Linked DNA regions of Dromaius novaehollandiae: region 2 is linked to region 1. A link is a contact called in public Hi-C data. All regions are on one chromosome and are shown on one strand. Each heading gives the region's core, a stretch centred on a gene start, on an enhancer-like site or on the middle of the called end of the contact. The rest is flanking DNA. Distances are from core to core; before and after follow the strand shown. Region 1 has its middle 20 kb from the start of WDR1. Region 2 has its middle 8.3 kb from the start of DRD5.

Region 1 (5,015 bases), core at 1,336-3,835:
ACAGATATACAGGAAAACAAATTACCTCTTCCAAATCTTATAGACTAAATAATAAAAAAGTGCCACTTACAAGAGACTTCATAAACATCTTTTAAAAATTGGAATACATATATTAGAAAACTCTATTCTAGAGTATTTCTATACAGCAGAGTTTATTAGTTAAGAACTCTATTACTGTCTTATTTTAATATAACAATAGGCTATAAAAATTAATAAAAGAACATAAGCAAATATTCAGAAAGGGAATAAAGTAAACCTGTTCCTCATTCTGTGAAATATGATTAGTAACATTTATGTGTGTTAATCTTCCTTCTAGAAGGGTGCTTTCAAGACATACAGCAAATAACTAGTGAATGTAATCCAACATTAGTGAATGTAATCCTGACATTTGTCCCTACAATAAAACTTAAAAGATACTGCTGCCCCATTCTTTTCCAGACAACTCGTGTACCTGAATTAATTTAGAGTTAAACATAGGGGAATACATTTGACAAGGCCGTTGTTATTCTTTATGCTATGGACCAAGACTAAACAGACAGTTCTTCCCTTCAACTATCCAAATATCAATTATCCAGAAGTTTATGGCTGGCAGCAACAGTTGAAGCACAATTTAAGGGAGAAGTCTTATACCTACCAGTGAATAGCAGCCATCATAAGGGTTCTCATTACCTTCTAATCACAGTAGGGACCAACAAGTTTATGTTGGCAATTTATATAAAGTGCATTGTAGATCAGAATTCTTGTACCAGGAAGAGATGGCCTGAAAGTGAGGGTACTGCCACACAAGGAGAATAGAGTCAGAGGGTACTCGTATATTTCCTGCCCTATTGGAAAGAATGAAACACCAATGGCTGGGCAGTGTTCCCCACCAAAGGCAGAACAGGCAGCCTCACACTTTTATTTAGATTAGCAGATGTAAAAAAAAAAGCAGCAACAGCCAAACCTGAACCAGCATTTCCATAAAGGATGTGAGACACTGCAGAAAGTCCACTAACCAGTGGTAACAGAATATAATATAATTCTAAAAATGGAATTAAATAGATGTGGTTAACTTCAACAGAGAAGGCTAACTACTTATATATACAACAAAAATAGTCTCTATTGTAGATATGGTCTGTAAGGAGTAACCATAAACAAAAGTTATTGAGCAATTATTCTAGAGAAGAAATCTCTGCTACTTCCTGCCTCCAGGAAGTCAATACTAGTTGCACCAGGAAAGCCTCTGGGAACAGCATCCAAGAACATACAAACTCCTCAGCTGTGCCTGGTAAGTAGGGCAGAAGTTCCTAAAGCTCAGTCTAAAATCCCAGGAGACAACATAAGCACGATGAGATCAGTAAGTGAAGACATACCAGTTGAAAGAATATCAAACATATTGGAATATCTGCATGTCTTGGTAAAAAGGGACACAGAGACAGACTATAAATATTTTATAGATAATCATCACTACATTTAACAGGGATTGCAGCTGGAAAGAGCAAATTCTGAAGCTTCTCATTCTGAACAAGGACTCTCCCTGCAGACATACACTGATTAGCAATACCATTCACTGAAATCTGAGCCACAGAGTCCTTCAGACTTCAAGAACATTTTAAACTGGATTCATGTGTCCTTACCAGTTCACTAAACTCACTGCTCTATTATGCCACATTTACTTTCAGGAGAAGATTCTACACCATAATTGGCTATTATTTTTCATTTTTGCTCACTGCACACTGACATAACATTTGACAAAAGTTGTATTTTTAAGAAGAAAGTTTTATAAGCAGGCAGTGGTCACTGATCTTATATAAAGAAAAATCCTTTGCCATTGCTGTTTACACCTTAAGCTATTTGCGGTTCACATTTTTTACTTGCTCTTGTGATCTGTGTGTCTGATATAATCACAGTGGTGCTCTACTTTTCTGAGCAAAATGTATTCTCATTGAGAGGATAAGCAGTCCTTTGACTTACTTTAGAAAGAGATTCTCACAGCTGGAACATCTTCATGGTTTAGGAATAGTTTCTTGGTGGCTAAAGAGTTCCTTCCACCTCTCTCTCTTATTTGACCAGACTCAAAGTATGCACGACAGCCAGAGACTTCTTCCATCCATACAGGACACAATTAGACACTGGAATTCTGATCACTGCAAAAAGCCTTCAAAGTCACTGCTACAGGAGGACGGCAGAGATTAGGGTCTCTTGCAGAGAGCACCAGATATGCTCAGGCTGTTTTCCAAATAGACGCTTCCTTTAAATTTGTAGCAAGTAGATACAAACAGGAGAATAATAACCCTGTTTGTCTCTGCTGTTTTCACCTTTAAATTAAGTTTATTTTTACTCCTTTTAGGCATAATCCTTAAAAAACAAAACCCCCGGGAAATCCACATACTTCTATGTCACTGAATCAGTCAGTCTGCCTGAGCTGTCCATCCAGGCCTAGGACTGCAGGAGGAAGTGGCATGGAAATCCTATGGCATGCAGGAAATCTTGTGCTGAACAGGAGATATTTCTTCCCCAGTTCTGCAGAGGAAGTAGTTGAAGAGATTCCATAGAAAGCATTACGTTTCTGCTGAGCACACAGCAAAAACACCATACCCTTTAGAAGCTATAAGTTAGATGTATCAAGTTACAGAGGTTATAGCTTTCCCAGCACACACTTGCAATGTGTGGAAGTTCTGCCACCGCAAAACCCCTTTGTCCCCTCTCTCCTCCTAAAGACAAGGCTCTCCCTCCTCATCCTGGCTGCAGTCAACCCTGACACTGTATATGTTTGGAAACAATGACGAACAATCCTGATAGCGGAAATATTTTTAGTTTTGTCTCCCTAGCTTGTGATAGTTTAAATTGATAAAAATTCTTAAGACCAATAACAATAAAATAGTTGGCAAAGACTAGCAACACTGCTAGTTGGTCATAATTTTTACACCCAATAAAAAGAGAAAATGTGTCATTAACATGATGCATACTGACCCTCGCTATTTCCATTGTAACCTCAGTCAGACAGGCACTGAGTGTCCTGTCTATCTATCAAGCACATCCACACAGGATATTACTGCAATATTCCTTGCCATGTCCTATGGAGGTTGCAACTTAAATCCAATATCCGTTAGAAGAATGAGTTGTAAAGAGATTAAGGAGGAAAAAAAGTGTGATATTGGTAAGAAAACAGGGCTAAATAAAACAGGTTTCATGTGGGAAGACGCAACGGACTAGGTCCTGGTTAAGGTAACTCGGTTTGAAACCTATTTGAGCTCTGGACACTAGATGTCGTTGCCGCTGCGTCTCCCTATGAAACAACTTGTTCTGCTACAGGCCTGCTGTTAGTGCCTTGCTGGCAGAGGCCTGTAATCTGCAATATTTATGAATATGAACCTTTTGCTCTTGTTGCTGTAAATACACTTGCCCTTTTCTTCAGCCTGTTTTTAGGACTATCATTTCAGACACAAACTGATGCCTGAACAGAGGGGATCAGTGATGACGAGAGACAGCCACAGCTATGGGGAATCCTCCAATTCCTTGTGAAAGTCCCCAGTGCCGAGCAGGGATGTCACACACCTAGAACTCTGGCGCTGTGTTATGCCTGCATATATAAAGATATACACACATAGATATCTTTGGCTATGCATATTGCTGGCAAGAAGGCTGGAAGGTCCTCCCGTTGTTGAAGTTTCACGCACGCTGTTCTTTGGGAATCACAGGGCCGCATCCTCTTCACATTCAGCATGCCTTGCATTTTTGAGAGTGATGAAAGACTTTTTTCAGTCATATCAGAGTATCATTGATCCCTGCTTAGTTCACATGAAGGGTTAAAGAATTCTCATCCTTCAACATGGTGCAAAGAAAATTCCCCCTTTCTCGTATTGACCCAGCTATAGCAGGGAAAATGAGTTAGTCTGGTGAATGAAAATTGGACTAGTGAATGAAATGTAGAAAATAATCCTATATAGTTAGGAGCTGGAGCATCTTGTTTAGAAGAGGAAAAATTGCCATACTGGAGCAGTGGAACATCCAGCTAATACAGTATCTGGTCGCTAACAAAGCTTTTCTAGGAGGGTGGAAAAAAGTGATACTGTGGATGATTAGGGAATTACTGACCTCCTGGAAATATTTCCCTTGAATCCTCAAGAATTAGAGGTTTGAGTTTGCTCCAGTATTGAAAATCTGTATCTTTAGAAACCCTGGTCTTATTTACCATAAAGCATTCTTGCAGTATTTAATGAAAATTAAAAATGAATAATCCTACGATTTGACTAACCAGACTTTTGTACCCTGCAAAGAACTGAAACTCACAGTTTCATACTGCAGTTCTCACCCACCTTTTGAAGAATACTTCAGTAGAAGGAACTTCTTTTTACTGAAAGTGGTGCATTTCTGAATCCAAAGAAGCTGAGAAAGATTTTATTCTGTCCAGTTTGGGGCCCCCAAAGTGCAAGAAAGATACATGGCACAGGCCCAAAGGAGGGTCATCAAGATAGTTAGGGGGCTGGAGCACATTCCTTATGACAAGAGGCCGAGGGACCTGCACTTGTTCAGCCTGCTGAAGAGACGGCTTCAGGGGCACCTGATAGCAGCCTTCTCATACATACAAGACGATTACCAAGAAGGCAGAGCCAAGCTTTTTACAGAGGTGCGCAATAGCAAAACAAGAGACAATGATCACAAATTGAAACAGGGGAGGTTCTGACTTGATATAAAGGAAAAAAAAAGGTCACTGTAAGGAAAATAAAGCACTGGAGTAGGTTGCCATAGAGGCTGTGGAATCCCTGTCCCTGGAGGTTTTCAAGACTCGACTGGATAAAGGCCTGAGCAACTGGTCTGAATTCAGCTTTGATCCGGCTTTGAGCAAAAGCTTGGACTAGAGACCTCCCAAGGTCCCTTCCCGTCTGAGTGGTTCTAAGGCCATCTCCAAATCAGAAGTCACACTGTGACCACGAGCAGCACAATGCTGAACCAAATTAACAAGCTCTGCTGAGATTCAGCAGCACATTAGTGCAACTGCCTAGCTTCTGGATCAGCTGTCACACACGAGGTAT
Region 2 (5,015 bases), core at 765-3,264, 260 kb after region 1:
GCAGCCACTTGATCTGGCAGCACAGAGGAGACAAAAAGCTTCCTTAGGGGCCAGATCACCCTAGTCGGGGAGGATTTGGGGGTAGGGGGGAGACAGCAGCATGGTCTCAGCCTCTCAAGGAACACAGACAACACCTCAGAGGGTTGGATGAATAACCTGTCACTGGTCTTTCTTCCTCCAAAAAGGCAGCAGTTGGATAGAAAGGAACAGGATGAGGAAGCAGGACCCCAAAATCTCAGCTACTTCACTGTCACCGGGGGATACTACAATCCGGAAGACTACAATCAAGCTGATTTTACAAGTGTCTCAACAGTCAGAATTGATAGAGTAGATCTGTACTTTTTAAGGGTCATATAGAATCAGGATTAGATTTTGTATTTCATGATTCACTTTGGAGAAGGATTCCTGTTTCAAATTTTAAACAGCTAGTCTCAAGAATGAGCAACTTCGTCACATTGAGATAAACATCAGTAAATTACTGTTTGTTCTTAGTTCTGCTTTTCGTTCGCCTGCAGTATGACATACAATAAAATGTTTTTTTATGGAATCAACAGGTTTCATTCATCTTCATTCAAACAGCAGAGTATCAGCCACAGAGTTTAGAAAGTTCTTTCTTAAATATCTATTATTATAATCCTAATGACTGTCAGTGCTGTTACAGAATGCAGAAAAAGTAGCGATGAAGATGTCAGCCTGCCAACAGAAGGCAGTGGTGTTGACAGAGGAAAATGACCATCCCTGAGATAGCAATAGCTATTTATTCTGAATTCTGAATGCCAGTCTGCATGCTGAGCACAGGCATTTCACCCTGTAGTGTGGCTAGCTTTGCCAGCCTATTGGTGTCTCCTTATCCAACATGCGTAAGGAGAGTCTAAGCAGAAATATGCCCTCTATGCTGGGCACCCAGCACCACCTCCAGCGCCTTTAGGACTCCTGTTCTTCTAGTTGACATGCTGCAGATCCAAGGAGAGAACATGGAGGACAGAATGCATATGGTCCAATAATTCAAGGGAAATGCCCCAAATTGTTCAGCAACTGCGGAGGGTTGGAACCATGTGCAGCCACGTGACAAAAATCAGCAGCGATAAGGGCCCGCGTATGAAAAGGGAGGAAGAGATGAGACCTTGGCAGCCTCATACGGAGCAGCCCCAGAACGTGATCAGTCTGGGCAAAGCCGTCAGTCCAGGGTCATTCAGCTTGCTCAGGAACAGCATGGCTCTGCGCTATGCTCAGGTCTGCTTAAAAGTCCCAATGGATACTTCCTGGAAGCCAGATGTTTGCTCCAGCGATCCCTGTGTTGGCAAAACAACAATTGAACCCAGTGAGTTTTTATTTTTGCAAGCGCGGTCAATCAGAAGACTCCTACATATATGTTAACTTTCAAGATATGTTAAAAGATTATTTTTGCCCTGGGCATTCAGCAGAGGTAACTGTGCTTGAGCCAGTCTTCATCAAAAGTAAAACGTGTACTGGTCTGAGAAAAAGAATAGTTGCTTTAGGGATTAGTTGGTTCTCAGATTGTCAGGGCAGAGAATGAAACCAAGGACAGAAATTATCAATGGAAATATTGTCCAGCTGCATTCATCAAAGAAAATGTTGCAGATCAAATTATCTGATATTTGTGATTGTTTATGGCACACAAGCCATACCAATTGCAGTAATTACCTACAGTAATGATACCCAGCTCTGAATCTGAATTGCAATTTAGAATAATTTGCAACTATTTATTGTTATTGGCCTGGCCCTTCTAGTTAAAAATAACTAGCTAAAGCAGTTCCTTTTAGTACTATGGACAGAGATTTATGACCCAAGGAAGGACAGGTTACTTTATTTTAGCTCTAACACTATCCAGACATAAAAGATAATTATGAGAATTATAGGTGCACAAAGGAAGTTTAACATTCATTGCTGCTTTGACAGCATGATGCAAAGGTATGTGCCATAGTGTCTTTCCTTGAGTCATTTCATCTATCGACTATGCCCCACTACCTTATTTTCTCTCGGTGCCAGATCCCCATCTAGCGGCGTGCAGCCTGGCTTGCTTGCATCAGCCCTCACCTGAACCTGATAACCGCATGCTGCAGCTTTATGCCATACTTAAGCGCACAGCTGATGTTAAATGCTGGAGTCGTCATCTTTTTTTGATGTACTGGAGTTTCAGTTCCTGACTCTTGCCTACAGGAAAGGTTTTCCAAAATAATGAGCAAAGAAAAGAAAAGTAGAGGTTCAGAGAGAGGAAAGAAAGACAGGCTGATGCTTGGAAAAGGACCAAAGAATGTTTTTGAAAATATGCTAGAATATTACCATGTGTTCAAATTTTTCTTGGTAATGAAGTTATTTGATTCAGTAGGCTGTAGTGGATGCTGCCACATGGGGAGCACGGCTGGCTGTGGGAGTGCTCCTCCGACCGCAGAGAGGAGCCACGGAATATGGAGGGAATATGGAGGGAATATGCCGTAGGCAACTGCAAGTTCTGTGTCAAATCTCGGGCAGATTAGTATTATGGGACATAATGACACCTCCTAATAGAAAAACAAGGACCCTAACCAATGACTATTGAGGTTAACATGAAATTACCCACTAAAATAGATAGAAGTCAATCAGAAATTAGTATTTGTGTTAAAATCTTGAAGTTTGGAGATCTTTTTAATCCCATGGCTTTCAGGTGCAACTTGAGGAGTGTACATGTGTTTATGATAATACTTTGCATGAGATATGGTCTGTGGTGTCCTCAGACTTGTTTCTTCAGGATGCAGAAATGAATCATGTAAGGGTATTTGTACATCACTACGTGCAGACACTCACCTCTTCATTCAGCCTGTGTCCTGCCGACTGTCAGCTCACATAGAGATAAAATAGCATCCAGGTAGCATCCATTATTTTTGCTAGGCTGCTCACTGACCTGTCTTGTTAAAAGTACGACAGGGGTGTCACAGGCTTACACATGAGTAAACAAGTGTTAACTGTTAAAGTGAAAACACTGTTTATGTATCCGCAGTCTAATAGTGTCCAGAAACCTCACCTTAGAAAAAGCTCTGATGAACTTCTTTTTTTAAAAGCCTTTCTCGCTTCATTCTTGCAAATGTGATTTCTAAGTATTTCTTAATCTCATTAAGTAATAAACTAAACTACAATTCTTATTGGCTATACAAAACATTGTTGTCAAATTTACCAATAAATTATCTTGGTCACGTTATTATTACAACTTAAATTTGCACTTTATTTTCAATGAGAAACATCTCTAGCAAACAACAAAGTTTACAACCTAACAAAACTACTCTACCTTTAATTTTCTTTTTAACCAATAGATCTGTTCATTATGATCTTTCCAAGCAAGAGGACAATTTGTGTTCATCGACAGGCCTACAGGGCAATTCACTTTCATCAAGCAAATTTCTTAGGCCTGAATTTTCCTTCTTTTCTTTTCTGCTAAATTTCAACATCTGTTAGGAGTAAACATTTCAGAGCTGCCTGGACATAATCCAGCTTTTGGTCAGAGCTTGTGTTTGCCTTAGCGCAGCAGCGAGCCAGCACTAACGCAAGGTAGCTCTCGGGTATGGAGCTGCGCTCACATGGGCGCCCGAACGCGGGGTGTGAGCACGCGGGAGGAGGATACCCGAGCAGGACAGAAAGCAGAGCCCTCCCGGTGTCTTACCACGCCGAGTACGGAGGAGCTACCAAAGCGGTCAGCTGCCAGTGCTGAGGTGGATGGATGCCACCCAGACAGGACAATATCATATGTTGTGTCGGAAAAGATCATTGTGTGACGGTGTTGGTCATGGGCGAGATGAAATGTTATTGTGTTCTGCGGGAGGTAAGGTGCAGGGCCAACCATGCCGCTAGCTAACTAGGTACTCAGCCAAAAATCACCCACTGAATCTGGCTCATGTCTCGCATAAGTGGTTGATAATTATTTTCCCCATGTCCCCACCATCAGGAGCAGACATGATTATGTGCATAACTGAAGAACAGGTTTCAAAACTCCCTCAAGCTCTCTGAAAGCATCTCCTAAAATAACAAATAGGAAGGTGATAGCCAAAACCACGGGAATGATGCTATGCAGCATGTTGCAGACTTTCATTCCCTGAGTTTAAGAGGAATGAGCAACTGAAGCCCATGATACAGAGAAGCCACCTTATTCAGAAGGCACTCAAACACATATCAAATTGCTGACCTGGAAAAGGGACTGTGTAAAGTTACAGACAAAATGTTCTTTACATTTTACTTTTAGGAGTGTAAAAACTCCAAGGCCTTTAATGCCTGAAGTCTGTTAGTGTTCTTTCACCCTCTTTCTTAAAACTTCCTCCTGAAAAAGGACATTTTAGCAAATCCATGAGAGCCCTCAAATCTTGGAAACTCTACCGTATAAGACTCTCTATACATATCTGAATGATAGATTTGAGTTCTTTGAACACCAGACAAAAGAATCAGAAGAAAAAATATAATTTAATACAGAATACTGCCATCTTTTCCATGAACCACAAAATAATCCCCTTTGTTTAACAATGTTAAGATTAACAATGCTAAGTTGCAAATAAGTGTTTCTATATTAACTTGTAATCCTGCTGCAGCTATATGACCTGACATATCCCTGGTTGAGGATTTTTTAACTGTTTACCCAGTCATTCCTGAGACATTTGGTAATGTTTCACAGTGTTCCAGTGGTTACTAATACTTATTTAACACTGCTGTACTAGCCTGGGAAACGTAAGAACCATTCATTTTCTTTGATAGCAACAACATTTCTTCAAATGGATGCTGTGGGACACAGCTTTTTCTCTGTATGCTACACACTTCCCATTAACAGGAGTTACATTTGCTCTGAGGGGAGAATATAACCCTGGGTCACCGTATTTCTGGTTGCTTTCAACCATATTTACAGCTACATGTCGAAATAGTGGGTGAGCGCGTATGAGAAAAAGACTGATTGCTGTTTATAATGTTTACTATATCTAAATTGGACTAATTTCACCTCCTTATATAAATTTCTAAAGTACTCTCTCTCTGTGCTACAG

What was found. Hi-C and Micro-C count contacts between places; a contact is called where the count stands out from the background.
Region 2: a Hi-C map of brain shows a contact between it and region 1, with 7 times the contacts expected there. The contact joins two enhancer-like sites. A contact is called at or near these places in 2 of 4 Hi-C or Micro-C datasets (brain and ovary).

Annotation. Positions count from the first base shown.
Region 1 is chr4:73,444,151-73,449,165 of bDroNov1.hap1, forward strand. No RefSeq gene overlaps it. Among named protein-coding and RNA genes, the nearest start is that of WDR1, 20 kb to the right of the region's middle. Within about 2 kb of position 2,586, at least 2 of the 2 cell types and tissues checked have open chromatin away from gene starts, as enhancers often do.
Region 2 is chr4:73,701,062-73,706,076 of bDroNov1.hap1, forward strand. No RefSeq gene overlaps it. Among named protein-coding and RNA genes, the nearest start is that of DRD5, 8.3 kb to the left of the region's middle. Within about 2 kb of position 2,015, at least 2 of the 2 cell types and tissues checked have open chromatin away from gene starts, as enhancers often do.